Regions from separate parts of the Mus musculus genome. Here regions 1 and 3 are each linked to region 2. A link is a contact called in public HiChIP or PLAC-seq data. All regions are on one chromosome and are shown on one strand. The core of a region is the stretch at or near the end of the contact, and the rest is flanking DNA. Distances in the headings are between cores, read along the strand shown.

Evidence for each region. HiChIP or PLAC-seq counts read pairs in DNA pulled down with a chosen protein or histone mark.
Region 1: an H3K4me3 HiChIP or PLAC-seq map of embryonic midbrain shows a contact between it and region 2, with 4 times the contacts expected there. The contact joins two enhancer-like sites. A contact is called at or near these places in 3 of 39 promoter capture datasets (cranial neural crest, maxillary cranial neural crest and second pharyngeal arch cranial neural crest), 6 of 484 Hi-C or Micro-C datasets (LSK cells, embryonic fibroblasts, embryonic stem cells and 3 more), 23 of 115 datasets of contacts at active chromatin or transcription factors (bone marrow-derived macrophages, craniofacial prominence, differentiating embryonic stem cells and 12 more) and 1 of 9 other capture datasets (adipose tissue).
Region 3: a contact with region 2 is called in an H3K4me3 HiChIP or PLAC-seq map of forebrain, with 4 times the contacts expected there. The contact joins the promoter of Rnf220 here to the enhancer-like site in region 2. A contact is called at or near these places in 15 of 39 promoter capture datasets (the 3T3-L1 cell line, the C10 cell line, the HPC-7 cell line and 8 more), 1 of 15 datasets of contacts at CTCF or cohesin (the NIH/3T3 cell line), 33 of 484 Hi-C or Micro-C datasets (B cells, LSK cells, bone marrow-derived dendritic cells and 15 more), 38 of 115 datasets of contacts at active chromatin or transcription factors (T-cell acute lymphoblastic leukemia, bone marrow-derived macrophages, craniofacial prominence and 20 more) and 3 of 9 other capture datasets (adipose tissue, liver and pancreatic islet).

The regions. Positions count from the first base shown.
Region 1 is chr4:117,478,427-117,482,506 of GRCm38.p6, reverse strand. All of the region lies in intron 2 of Rnf220 (ring finger protein 220), which reads left to right. Among named protein-coding and RNA genes, the nearest start is that of Gm12827, 15 kb to the left of the region's middle. Within about 2 kb of position 1,531, at least 19 of the 459 cell types and tissues checked have an H3K27ac peak or open chromatin away from gene starts, as enhancers often do.
Region 2 is chr4:117,280,943-117,284,967 of GRCm38.p6, reverse strand. All of the region lies in intron 8 of Rnf220 (ring finger protein 220), which reads left to right. Among named protein-coding and RNA genes, the nearest start is that of Gm12843, 6.4 kb to the left of the region's middle. Within about 2 kb of position 1,462, at least 55 of the 459 cell types and tissues checked have an H3K27ac peak or open chromatin away from gene starts, as enhancers often do. A contact at or near this core is called in cerebellum, cortical glia, differentiating embryonic stem cells and 3 more, where this site is marked.
Region 3 is chr4:117,495,349-117,499,556 of GRCm38.p6, reverse strand. Rnf220 (ring finger protein 220) reads left to right here and starts at 2,505. Exons shown (of 15, transcript NM_025739.3): 1 at 2,505-2,874. Gm12827 (a long non-coding RNA gene) reads right to left here and starts at 3,820. Exons shown (of 5, transcript XR_868034.2): 1 at 2,829-3,820.

The DNA.
Region 1 (4,080 bases), core at 282-2,781, 200 kb before region 2:
ATGTAGACACATAGAACCGTCTGGCCTTTCCGATGTTCCATGGTCAGTGTGGAACTGAAGTGGGGGGCCGGATGACAGGACCCTGTAGTACGGTGTCAAGAGACAGCAAACTCAGTAAGCCTTCTGTGGCTCACCTCATGAGAACTGTCTTTCCCTACTGACATCCATTTGTGGCTGAGACTGATAGCTTTGCATCTATCTCAGAGCAGCAGGGACAGAGCTGGGGGTGGGGTGAGGGCGAGCAGGAGCAGCCCCAGAAAGGCCTCTGCTTTATTTTCAGGTATATGATTCTCATTTAGGTGCCAGCTAATCCTGTATTACTCTCATTTGACCTTGCTTTTTTTTTTTTTTTTTTTTTTTTGGAGTTTGATTTAAATCAAGTCAGAGCAGCCTTGCATAATAAATACCTGTTAGAGGGAATAAAAGCTGGGCGGGGCCCCTTGAGCTTCAACTTGAAGGAGTTTCACAGGGAAGGCTAAGAGGCAGTAGGATGTGATAGTCAATGAACGCAGCCTCCGGAGTTGAGTTACGACCCTTTAGCTTACTTGCTAGGCAAATTACTTAACCTGTCCAGGCTTTAGTGTTCCTACCTGCAGGTTGGGACTCACACAGCCTTTAACAAAGTTGTTGTGAAGGACTGAATGATCACAGATCCATAGATAACCATTAAGTGTCCATATGTAATGATGGCTGTCATTCCCAGGACGATGTGGTAGATGATTCTTCCTTGATAGAAACCCCAGTGTAGCCAAACACGGAGGGGTCATTAGCGGCCAGCATGTGCAAAGGACCCTCTCACCCACTCCACCTATGGTAACACACAAAGAGGTAAGGAGGGAGGGAGGGAGGGAGGGGGAGGTTGTGGATCAAGCCTTTTTCTGTGATGGCCAGCTGCTTCACTTCCCTTTATTATCATCCGGCCACCAAGATTAACCCTGGGTTTATTCACAAGCAAGTAAATATGAAGAGTTAGATAAACTGGGTGTCCAAGTCCAGAAGGGACTTGATTAAGTTAGAGATCCAGTGGCCCAGGCCAAAGAACCTCAGTCTTATGATGCTTTCTTAGTCAAGACTTTTGCATTATCACATAGTGTTGGGAATAAATAGCGAATTGGAATCTGTGAGTGATGGTGGCTTGGGCCTTGCCTAATGAGATTTGCTAGCGTGGTATTTAACTAGTATTAGAATGCAGAGTTCCAGAGTTTTAGTACGTCCGTAGATTTTAAGTTACACAGACACTTTCACCCCCTTCCTTGCCTGTGTGAGACAAATCCGTGAACCTCCCCCCATCTGTGTGTGTCACAGTCCTGTGGCATGATGGATTGTTTGTGCTTGGGGGAGGCTTAGGATGGGGCTTGGAGGGGCCTTGCAGGTCAGGAGAGAAATACAGCCACAGCTCTGTGGCAGGGGGGCTGCCAGGGAGGGATTAGGGGGGGCGGGGCTAGGCGGGGACAGACCTCCTATGCATGTAGTGCCTGTATTCATTCTCCAGGGAGTAAAAGAGGCCTGGCTGCCATTAGTCAGGGCCACAAATAAAGTCAGTGCCTCTCTCTTTGTCAAAGCAAGCCCCATGGGGCTAGGGAACATCTGAGAATGACTCTGCACGTCTGTGGGGAAAGGACAAGGACGAGACCAACCCTCTAGCTGAGGACCTTGTGTTGAAGGCTGTGGTTCAAGACAGTAGCTCATATTTGGAAGGTCCCATGTTCACATAAGTGTGCGTCAGTGGCAGCCACCAGAGACTGGCTAGCAGTTAGCTGTCTCCATGGATTTCTTTGCGGCTCCCTGTTAGGGGCCACAGCATCTCCATGGATGATGGGTCCACCAAATTCTGCTCCCAGTTACCAGTTTCTCTTCTCACACAGACATAGAGGTGTGTGGCTGGCAAACACATACAGAGCATTCTTCATTTTAAGTGGGGTTTTTGTTGTTGTTGTTGTTGTTTTAAGACAGGGATTCGCTCTGAGGCCCAGGCTAGTCTGGAACTTCCCTGTGACTTGTAATGATCCTCCTGCCTCAGCTTGCTCTATACTGGAATTACAGCATGCCACCAGATCCTGCTCATTTTCAGTTTTGAAGGGAAGGCAAATTTTGAGACTGAAGTCCAAATGGTAGAATGTTCCATTCCTTAGGAATAGTGGGAGAGAAGAAAGGGGAGTGGAGGTGACTCCAGAGGCAAAGGCAGTGGTACACGCTGAGGGGAGGAATTAGCAGGGTTGCAGGGGCTAGGCTTGGGCTTCCTTCCTGAGCAGTTAAAAAAAAAAATCCTTAGAACAACAGAAGTCTGGATGCATGGGCTTCCTTCCTGACAGGCCGACCTGGTGGGGCTTCATTCACCCCAGCAGCAGTCAAGGCTGATTTACAGGGTGGGGTGGGAACCTTGACATGCCGGGTTAACCCTTTCCTGTCCACAGGGTTGCTAACACCACCTCTTTCTGTCTTCCCACTGTGACGCGGACAGCTCTTTGCTTTCCTCCCTTGGTCACTTCATGAGAGAACTCAGACCAGGAGGAGCTGGGTCACTTGTAGGAGACCTTGCAGTCTGCGGTAGCTGGCTCAAGGCTGATAGGCATGGGCTTTGGGTGAAGGTCTATTACCCTTTGGAGTATCACACTTTGATCATGGTCTCTGCATTGTCGTGGTCCTAGAAAACTTGGGGGTGTTGTTGTTGTTTTGTTTTCATTTTTTTACAAGGCAGGGTTTCCCTGCATAGCCCTGGCTATCCTGAAGCTTGCCCTATAGACCAGGCTAGCTTTGAACGCAGAGATTCGCCAGTTTCCACCTCTTTTATGCTGGAATTAAAGGTGTGCACCTCCTGGCGGGAGCTCAGTTTTGTTACTGTGAGATATTGGTACTGCAAAGAGAATGGTGCTTCCTCCTCTTGGCTGGTGGGTGAGGATGGTAGAAATGATGGTAGAGCATGTCACCGGTAGAGAATACATGGGTTGATCATTCAGCCCGATTTTCTCAGGCATCTACATTGTTCCTAGCACTGGGCTCTGTGCTGGGGAGGGAAGGGTGAATAAGAGGGATAGTCATCGCTTGTGCTGTCCTGGAACTTAAGGTTCAGCTAGCATCTGAAGAGCGTTATGAAAGGTGTTACTGCTGAGAAGTCTAAGCCAGCATGGGATTAGAAGCAGGAGTAGCTGATCTCATCTGAGATTCGGGTATCTATGAAGCAGGCAACCTTTAAGCTGATATCAGAAATCGGGCTGTTATTTAGTCAAAGCAGCTTGGGACAACGGTTTGGTTTTTTTTGGGGGGGGGTTTGTTTTTTGTTTTTTTTTTTATGGAATATTGCCTCTGAGAATGGCAGAAAGGACTCCAGAGCTGGCATGGGTTGACTAAGGGACTTGACTAAACTGAGAATACCATTTTTCCACAGTAGGATCTGAGACGTGACCTCAGATAACCATGGTACCGTATTCAGGCCTTCTTGACAGCATCCATTTGGTGTTTAGATGATACTGAGGCCCAACACCAGAGAGGACCCTGCTTTTAAAGTAGCTTCTAAGCCAGGCATGGTGATTCATACCTGAAATCCCAATACTCTGGAGGCAGAGGCAGGTAGATCTCTATGAGTTTGAGAACAGCCTTATTCTACATAGGGAGCAACAGACCAATCATGGCTACATAGTGTCTCAAAACAAACAAACACACAAAACGGAAAAGTAGCCTTCCAAAGATAAGTCACTATAAAATAGTATCTGATGACATATAACGTGTATCTTAATATCAGAAATCCCAGCAGAAGCTAGAACCAAACTTGGCAGAGAATAAGGGACCCAGCAATGTTTTTCCTGAGAGAAGGAAAGGCCTTATCATGCTGGTGTTTAGTCAGGTAGATAAGGGCCCTTGTCTTTTTACCAAAGTTCATGGTCAAGTCTATACTTGGTACTCCACAGAAATATGATAGGTCTCACGACTTTAGAGTACTTGGCAGGCCTTCACTAAGCACCTAGATTCCTGGCACCATCTCCTGGCAAAGTTTCCAGTGGGAGGAACATTGCTCAGGCTTGCCATTCACAGGGTAGGTTAGAGCCAAGAGTATTGAAGAAGTGAAAAGATAGCAGAGCCAAC
Region 2 (4,025 bases), core at 213-2,712:
AGGTCTGTGTCAGGGAAATCAGTTACAGAGGAGAGAGTGAGTTATGGCAAAATTTGACCTCCCATGAGCTTCATTGGTGAATCTAATTTTAGCTCTGATCCCATCTCTTCTCCCATGGCGCCCTCTGCCCTGAAGGAAGAGGGGCCTGGGCTCAGCTGCTCCCTGCTTCCCTTGGGCTCTCCCCAATCGCTGCCGAAGAGTCTTCAGGGCCCTACCCGTCTCTGCTCCCTTCCTAGCTCCTGAGACAAGGGTTGGCTCCCTAGATGAGACAGAAGAATTGGTTAGGTGCCCAGGGTCAGTGTCCTCTTGTCAAGCTCTGTCACCATGGGCAAGAGAAAGAGGTACCTGCTTCTTGGCTTCTAACTCTTTCTGTGTAAAGCACAGCTGGCACTGCAGTTTGTGGTCATTAAGAGAGCCAGGCTGCATCCCATCTGCCTCCTGTTTTTCTGGGCAACACCCTTGAGATGGCCACTGTGTGTGGTCTTTGGGGGATCTCTCAGCAGGCTCGAAGGAGGGCCTTTGCCTCCGTAGAGCCATGACACCTGGTCTCCGGTGAGATCAAGTCTCTGCAGTGCCATCCAGTGCAGATGGGCACTGTGCCTCTGAGCTTGTTGCATGGTGCCCACCAGTCTGAAGACAAGTCAGAGCGTAAATCAGGAGGGTTAAACCAAACTGTTGCCACCCCCTAGGTAAGCAGCCTTAGTTGTCATTGCACAGAGCATTTCTGTCCTGGGGCTCTAGCAGGTCTGAAGCCTCTCAAGAATGAAGGATGGCGCTCATGAGCCCAGGAATGAGGCACATGGATGCTAGGGTGTGTGACCAGGTTTAGAAGGCAGTCTTGCTGAGTCAGTTCTGGAAGGCTGTTCTAGATTAGCTCTGCTGTCAGTTGCAACTGTTCACACCAACTGCAGCTGCTGCTTAGGTTTCTTGGCAAGGAACAGGACCCTGTGGCTCTTGGGCTCCTGGAGTGTCTGAATGGGTCAGGCTGCACAGGGCCCACTGCTTAAGCAAAGCCATTTCTGCATGGGATGTGCCAGCAGATGGGTGTCAGAGGCTCTCGGGCCTCGGGTAGGTATCATCTTTCTGGGTGTGTTTACACTGCGAGGTTGATCCTTTCAAGAATTCCTGAGGAGAGTTCAAAGAGGGCTTTTCTTTGAGCGATTTGGAGAGCGAGAATGAGACTTGAAGAGGGAATGGGGCCGGAGGGGCCTTTATCTGCAGAGAATTGCTCCAGCTTTCCTGATAGAAGCTGCTGCCGCCTCTTAAACAGCTTAGTGCAGTCAAAAGACAGGCTAACTTGAAAGGCTGTTTTACAGCGAGATCAGCGGGGGCCACGAGGCAGAAAGTGGAGCCTCCTCAATGGGAGGGGCTATCAAAGAGAGGCCCTGGCTGATCCTGACTGCCTCTGCCCCTGAAGCCCATCTGCAAAAGCTGGCCATCTGTCAGCCGACCCTCCCTGGCCAGGACCAATAGGCCCAACTCTTGGGGGGGGGGGTTGGGTGTGGCCCTGCCAGGCTGCTGGTGTCAGTGCAGTGCATTGATCGCCGCCGGGCGGGCTGGGCCGCAAGCTGGGCAGCTCCTGCTTAATGTGATTGAAAGGCAGTTAAAATGGCGGTGACCTTTTCAGGAGGAATTAGATTGCCTGCCAAGACCGGTTAGAGGGAGTGATAACGCCAGCCGAAGAAGCTGCCCGGCCGACTTCAGAGAGGGAGGCAGAGGCAGGATGAGCAGGAGAGTAGCGAGGCCCATTTAAGCCGTCCTGTGCATGCTGACAGCAGAGATTGCTGTCCTTGTTAGATATGAAAGAGTTGAAGAACTGTGATAAGTCCCTGCATCCCTTCATTCCTCTGTCCCCCCTCCCAGACTAGGGTCCCCTCGTCATCCTCAACAGAGCTTCCTACATGGTCAGACCGGCTGCCTTGAATGTAATCTAGGCAGTGGTCTAGCAAGAGTCATGGTGAAGACACTTGGCTCAGAAGAACAGGCTGTGAGCTTGAGAGCCTGGGGTTAATGACAAGGAGGGTCAATGTCTCAGGACAAAAGAGAGCAAGAGAACGTCGAGGGAGGTCGGTCTACAAATAGATTCTTATTTATTTAGAGAGGAGATCTCACTATGTCACCCCAGCTGACCTGGAACTCGCTGTGTAGACCACACTGGCCTCAGACTCGAGTTTCATCTGCCTCTGCCTCCCAGTACAAACAGATTAAGAAACAGAAATAAAGCCTGGGGAAATGAGGAAAGTCTTGTAGAGAGCAGCTCGTCTGACCCTCGGGTCTCAGAGCACTCTGGGCTGTGCACTCCGCTGCCGCCTGCTCACTTGAAACCTCAGGTCTTTTGCACTGCTCGTGGTGTTGCATATGGGCAGAACCCAGGGCCCAGTGCTTCATCTAAAGATACAACAATTAGGGTAAAAGGTGCTTTTCTGGGATACTCTGCCAAACCTAGGCAGAAGAGATGTCTTCAGGCTAGAGAAATGGGCCACAAGGGAGGCAGCCTTGGGATAACTGTGACCATGTGACCTCCATCCTCAAGGAGCCATGTGACCAATGAGTAAGGGCTCGATTTTCCTCTTATTCCCTACCTCCTCTGTCTTAGAGGTGTGGGGTGCTGGGCTGTAAGTCCTCCCTTGTATCGGTTGCCAGTAAGAATTCACTTGTCCAGACTTGGGGAAGCCAGAACTCAGTACAACTAGAAGGATCAGTCTGCTCAAAAGGATGTGGAAAAGATTAGTTTTAAATAAGGTGGCTGTTATGTTGTGGGCCAGGAGTGGTAAGATGGTTCACTTCCCAGGATGATGCTCAGGAAGTGGCAAGTGTGTGCACCTTTGTCTTTGAGCCCTGGCTGAAGCCCCTTTCAGGGTGACGTAGGTTAGAGACAGTATTTCTCTTCTCAATCCCAGCGCTCCTGATGCAGACACAAATGGGTCTCTAATTCCAAGGCCACCTTGGTCTACATAGTTGGTTCTAGACCAGCCAGAGATACAAAGTCTGTGTGTGTCTTGGGGTGGGGAGGGTGCTAAGGTAGTGGTTATGAGGGCTGCTGCCCCGCCAGATCTTGCCTAGGGTCTCTTGTCTTAGATTAAGGCTGGGTCTAAGCACCCTGCGATTATGAGAGAACAGCAGCTAGAGGCAGCTTCAGCACAGTTCTTTTTAATAACTGTTGATAAGGTAACCAACAGATTATGAAACAAGAGTGTGCAAGGTGTGACTCCACAGGTATGGGCCAAGATGTGAGCCCTAGTTGCCAAAAATGTCTGATTGCCACTGTGCTCCTAGCCCTGTGGGTGACACGTGTTGCAACAGTACCACTGGAAACGGGTTTGGAATGGAAGGAAGGTATAGGTGGCTGCCTTCTCACTCTCCACCTCCTTCCATTTATGATGGCTGCCTGTTGGGAGGGGTGTGGCTAGGAGCAAGGCTTCTTCTGTCCCCTGTGGCACTGGACAGGATTTAATCACCTTTTGGAACACAATTGTTAAGCGGGAACAGAGGGAGTGTTGGCAGAAAGAGCAAGTATCAATGGTTTAAGCGGCGTCTGTCTCTGTGACTCTCCTGATGTGAGGCAGTGAAACGCGTTATCGAGAAGGCCCGGAAAGTGGCTAAGTGCGTTTGACACACGCCAACTCCCTGCCTCCACACTGGATAATTGCATTGTCAACTGTTCAGCGAGGTGGCAGGTGACACTGCAGGCCGATTGATTGTCCCGCATCGTAGCTCCCCAGACTGTCAGCTCCCCAATCGATGGCGTTTACACAAGACACCGTAACTGCATCTGTAACTAATTCCAGTGTAAAACTCCCCGGAAGCTGCTGCCCCTGCCCTCCCTGTAGGCAAGCACTGGGCTCTAGAAGCCCCAAGACTTTCCTTTCTTCCCAGGCTCTGGTTTGGCTGGGAGCAGCAGGTGAGGAAATCAATGGTTCTTTTTTGTGTGTGTGTGGTTTCAGGTTCCAGGATGTTACTGCCCCCAGTAAACGGGCATATCCAGTTTCTCAATCGATCATTTGATCAATTGATTAAATTAACAC
Region 3 (4,208 bases), core at 1,256-3,755, 210 kb before region 2:
GTGCTTGTCAGCAATCCCGGAATCTGAGAGGCTGAAGCAGGGGGGTCACAAGTTAGATCAGGCTAGCCTGGGCTACAGTGTAAAATCCTGCCTCAATAAATGAAAGCAGTCTCTCAGGAGGAACAGTATCCTGCGATGTAAGTATGAGAACCCACCACAAGGATCTGTTTTCATCTTCCGAGGTAACACGGTTCAGTCTGGCTGAATCTGCCTTTAGAGTCTACACAGCTACTGCCCCTGTGGGGCGTTCTCAACTGTCACCTGCCACAGACTTTTCAACTAGTCTCCATGTCTGCCGTCTTACCTCCAGGCTGCTCACCCTCTGACGACTACCGTGTTGGACACCTCAGGGTTTCTCGTGTCTCTGGGATGAGGTCCACTCTCCTCAGGTTAGCACACAAAGCTTTGCTATTGTGCTGTGACTCACTTCTGCTTATCTCTTGGGGCTGAATGCCTCATATTTCAATTACCAGGGAATGCAAGGGGCTCCTGGTCCTTTCAGCATACTGCAGGGCAGGGCTCAATAAATACATGCTAAATTAATGGATGAAGTATTTTGTGTTCGACATCTCAACATGCAGCCCAGGATAACCTCTGTTCACTAGTCACCCCAACATAATTAGTAATAGTGGCCCATTTATGATTAAACTTTTCTCAGGTCAACAGATATATGGTCACCCTAATTACAGCAGTGGCTACATTGATTTCTAACCTGTTCTTTTGGTCCCTGACTAGATGGTTAGTTCTTTAGGGACAGGAGTTCTGTGGGATTTGGGGGTGGTGGGGGTGTTGGTTTGGTTTTGTTGTCATTGGTTGTTGTTGTTGTTGTTTTAATCTAAGCCATGGCCTTGCACATTCAAGGCATATTTGTTTTGGTTTGTTTGTTCTTGAGACAGTTTCTCTATATAGTTCTGGCTGTCCTGGGAACTCTCCCTGTACTCCAGGCTGACCTAGAACTCATAGAGATCTGACAGCTTCTGTCTCCTGTCTGGCTAAAGGTGAGAGCCTTTACTGCCTGGCTTGTATCTGTTCATTTTTAATACTCCTATATACTGACATTGTCAGATACTTAGATGATTCTCTTGAAAAAAAAATCAAGCATAGTTCTTGCCCACATAACGTTTATAACTCAACAGAAAAGAGCAGTCTAATTAACAATAGTGCCAATGCATGACTGGTATGGCTAGAGGCTTAGAAGTCCCTAAGCCAATTGAATCCTGTGAATGGAGGTAGTCATGGTCACAGAAGTCTAGGTGAGCCTATTAGCTGCTCATTTAAAGAGCTGCTAATTAAACATTTTAAGTGTAATCACCACACAGGAACTTAGCTAGTACCTTTTGTTGAGAGTCTCACTCCTAGCCCTGGCTGGCCTAGAACTCCCTGTGTAGACCAGGCTGTGCTGGGACTTTCAGCAGTCCTCCTGCATCTGCCTCCTGGGTGCTGGGATTACAGGCATCAACCACAGAGCCCAGTTCTATACAAACTTAAGCACATGTTAAACATGAGAAAAAGGGACGAAAAAGTCACATCAGAATGGAATATTGGTCTCATTCTGGTTTAGACTATAATCCTGGGAGGTTCTTCGCAGGATGGATTATCCTCATGTATCCTAGGGAAGAGAAATTTTTTCCAGATGAGAAACCTGACTTTTTAGAAACCAAGCCACAAAACAAAGGAATTACTTCAGAGGCCAGGATTAGCTTTCAGCTGGGCTTTGCCTTCTCAGCGGGGCCTACCTGCCTTCCCTGTTAGCTGTGTACCTAGAAGTAAGTCACAAAACCCAGCCTCAGTTTCTTCTTTTTAAAAACTAGAAATATTATCTCCAGAATTAAAGGGCTAAATGAGATTGTGGAATGACATTTGGACTCATAGCTTGGGTCTTAGAAGGTTCTCAATAATGTTAATTCTCTATTTCCCCAATATATCTTTTTATACCTCATGAATTAACAATTTGAAGAGAAAGAACTATATTATAAACATCAGTGACACCAGGGAAATTTTTATTCACAAATCTGGGTGTTAAACTAGGCCCCTTTTCCTCTCTGTCTAAATGTCAGTTTTATTCATATTCACTTACAATTTTATTTTTATAGGCAAAGACCCAAAGTAATATTCAAAGCACTAAACATTCGAAGCACTACACAGCAGGTAGGATCTTTCGGGGGCGGGGGGTGGGGGGGAAAGGGTAGAGTTTTATGTTGGAGCCAAGGTTTGGTGGTCAGCGAGCAGCCCTGACGTCAGGCTTAAAAGATTTAGCCATTTCCCCTTGGTCACTTTAGTTCAAAAAAGAATCGCGGTCAGTCAGATTTCTCCGAAGGGAAAGGAGGAGAGATGTAAACAAAGGCAAAAGACCTCTCTAGTTTCCACTTGGGCGGGCCACCTAAGACCATCCAGCCCTCTAGTGAGGGCAGCCAGGGCTGCTCTCCCGGAGTGCCCGGGGTCTGGACTCCATTTCCCAGAGTCCCTTAGTACCCTAATGTATTCAGTGCTCAGAGTGCCTGTATGTGTGTGAGTGTGAGAGAATGTGTGCGTGCATGTGTGTGTGAGTGTGTGTGTGCGCGCGCGCGTGTGTGTGCGCCTCCGAGTCCCTGGGAGAGTGGAGGCTCATTCACTGATTAGAGCCAGCGCTGAGAGGCAGCACTGCTCTTCTCTCACACCAACAGAGTCTCTTGATCTGTACATGCAATCCCAGGCAGCTCGCGAGCACAAACCCGGGGCCAGCCGCCTGCTGCTGCTGCTGCTGCCGCTGCCGCCACCACCGCCGCCGCTGCCCCCGCCGGCTCTGCGCACCCGGGACTTTTCATGCACCACACTCTCCGTCTTCTTACCTTGGTGTCCTGAAAAGTGCGATCGTTCTCCCCAGGAATTTCCACGGCAAGTACGGAGCCCAGAAAGGGGTGTGGATGCGTGTGCGTACACAAGAGGGGTGGGCGCGAGGGTGGCCGGGTTGCTGAGGAACCTGGCTAACTTTCGGGGTTGGTCTCCCAGGGATTCGGGCGGCTCCCCTGCGACAGGGACAGGGACTGGGACCTGCACTGCCGCGTCTTAGATCTTGGCGACCGAGCCTCCTTGGCTGTCGGTGCCCGGCGCGCTCAGTGCGCTGCCTCACTCAAACTTTCCGTCTTGAGTTTTCCTTAATGTGTTTTATTTGGGGGGTGCAAGGGGGAGGGACCAGACGCTGGAATTGGACAAGTAGGGAGGGCGAGGGGGATAGCCAGGGGAAGGGAGCAGGACTTCTCCATCTTTTTATAAGCCCCATTTCCACTTTGTTTGGGTCGACCGCGAGTAAGCTCTCCTGCCCGGCTTCCCGGTGCACCCCGCTGTGATTTCCGCGGGCCCGGTCTGAGTGTTACTCAGTGGGGACTCTCAGGCGGCGGGCGGGATAGGAAAGGGGCGATCTGTTGAGAAACGATCCCAGCCGCACAACACATTGCCGACCCGGTGGGGTACCCCGCAGGCTCCGGAGCCTTGGGGTCCCCAGAGGCTCGGCTTACTTTTTCCTGACGAGGACGGGTGTGAAGGATGGAGAAGGAGAGCCGGGGGGTGCGGTGGGGGTGGGATGGGGAAAACCTCCGCCTGCAGGATGAAGGCAGGTGCTGCCACTGAGGTGAACCGTGCTATCTGTAACCGGTAAACTCCCAGCTCCACTGGGTTGGACTGGCCGGCCTTAGAGTAACGCGTTCCGTGCCGGTCTCCTGGGATTGGGGGTGGGGGGGCGGGATCCCCTCTTCCAGCGATTATAAGGAGCGAGGTGGGAGGACGATCTTGTAAAATCACGAGCTTGCTTTTTGTGTGTGTGGTGTTTTTTCTTTTTCTTTTTTTCTTTTCTTTTCTTTTCTTTTTTCTTTTTTTTTTTTTTTTTTTTTTTTTTTTTTTTTTTTTTTTTTTTTTTACATCTTCTACCTGCCTTAAACTGAGTAACAATTTCTCTTCTTCCGACTTGAGAGCAAAACTTTTCAGCGAGCACGCCGGTTGCTGCAGTCCTGCGGCCACCGCCGCCGCGCTCGTCACTCGGGGCCGAGCGACCTCCTCCGCCCGGCGGAGCCCGTCCCAGCCACCGCGCGCCGGAGCCTCCGGCCGCCCCCCCACCCCCAACCCGAAGCTTTTCAGGGCTCGGCCTGGGCGTTTCGCCTTTGTGTTTTGTAAGAGAAAGGCTTTTCTTCCAGGGCACAACAAACTTGGGCAGAGAGCTTCCGTATGGCCCCCCG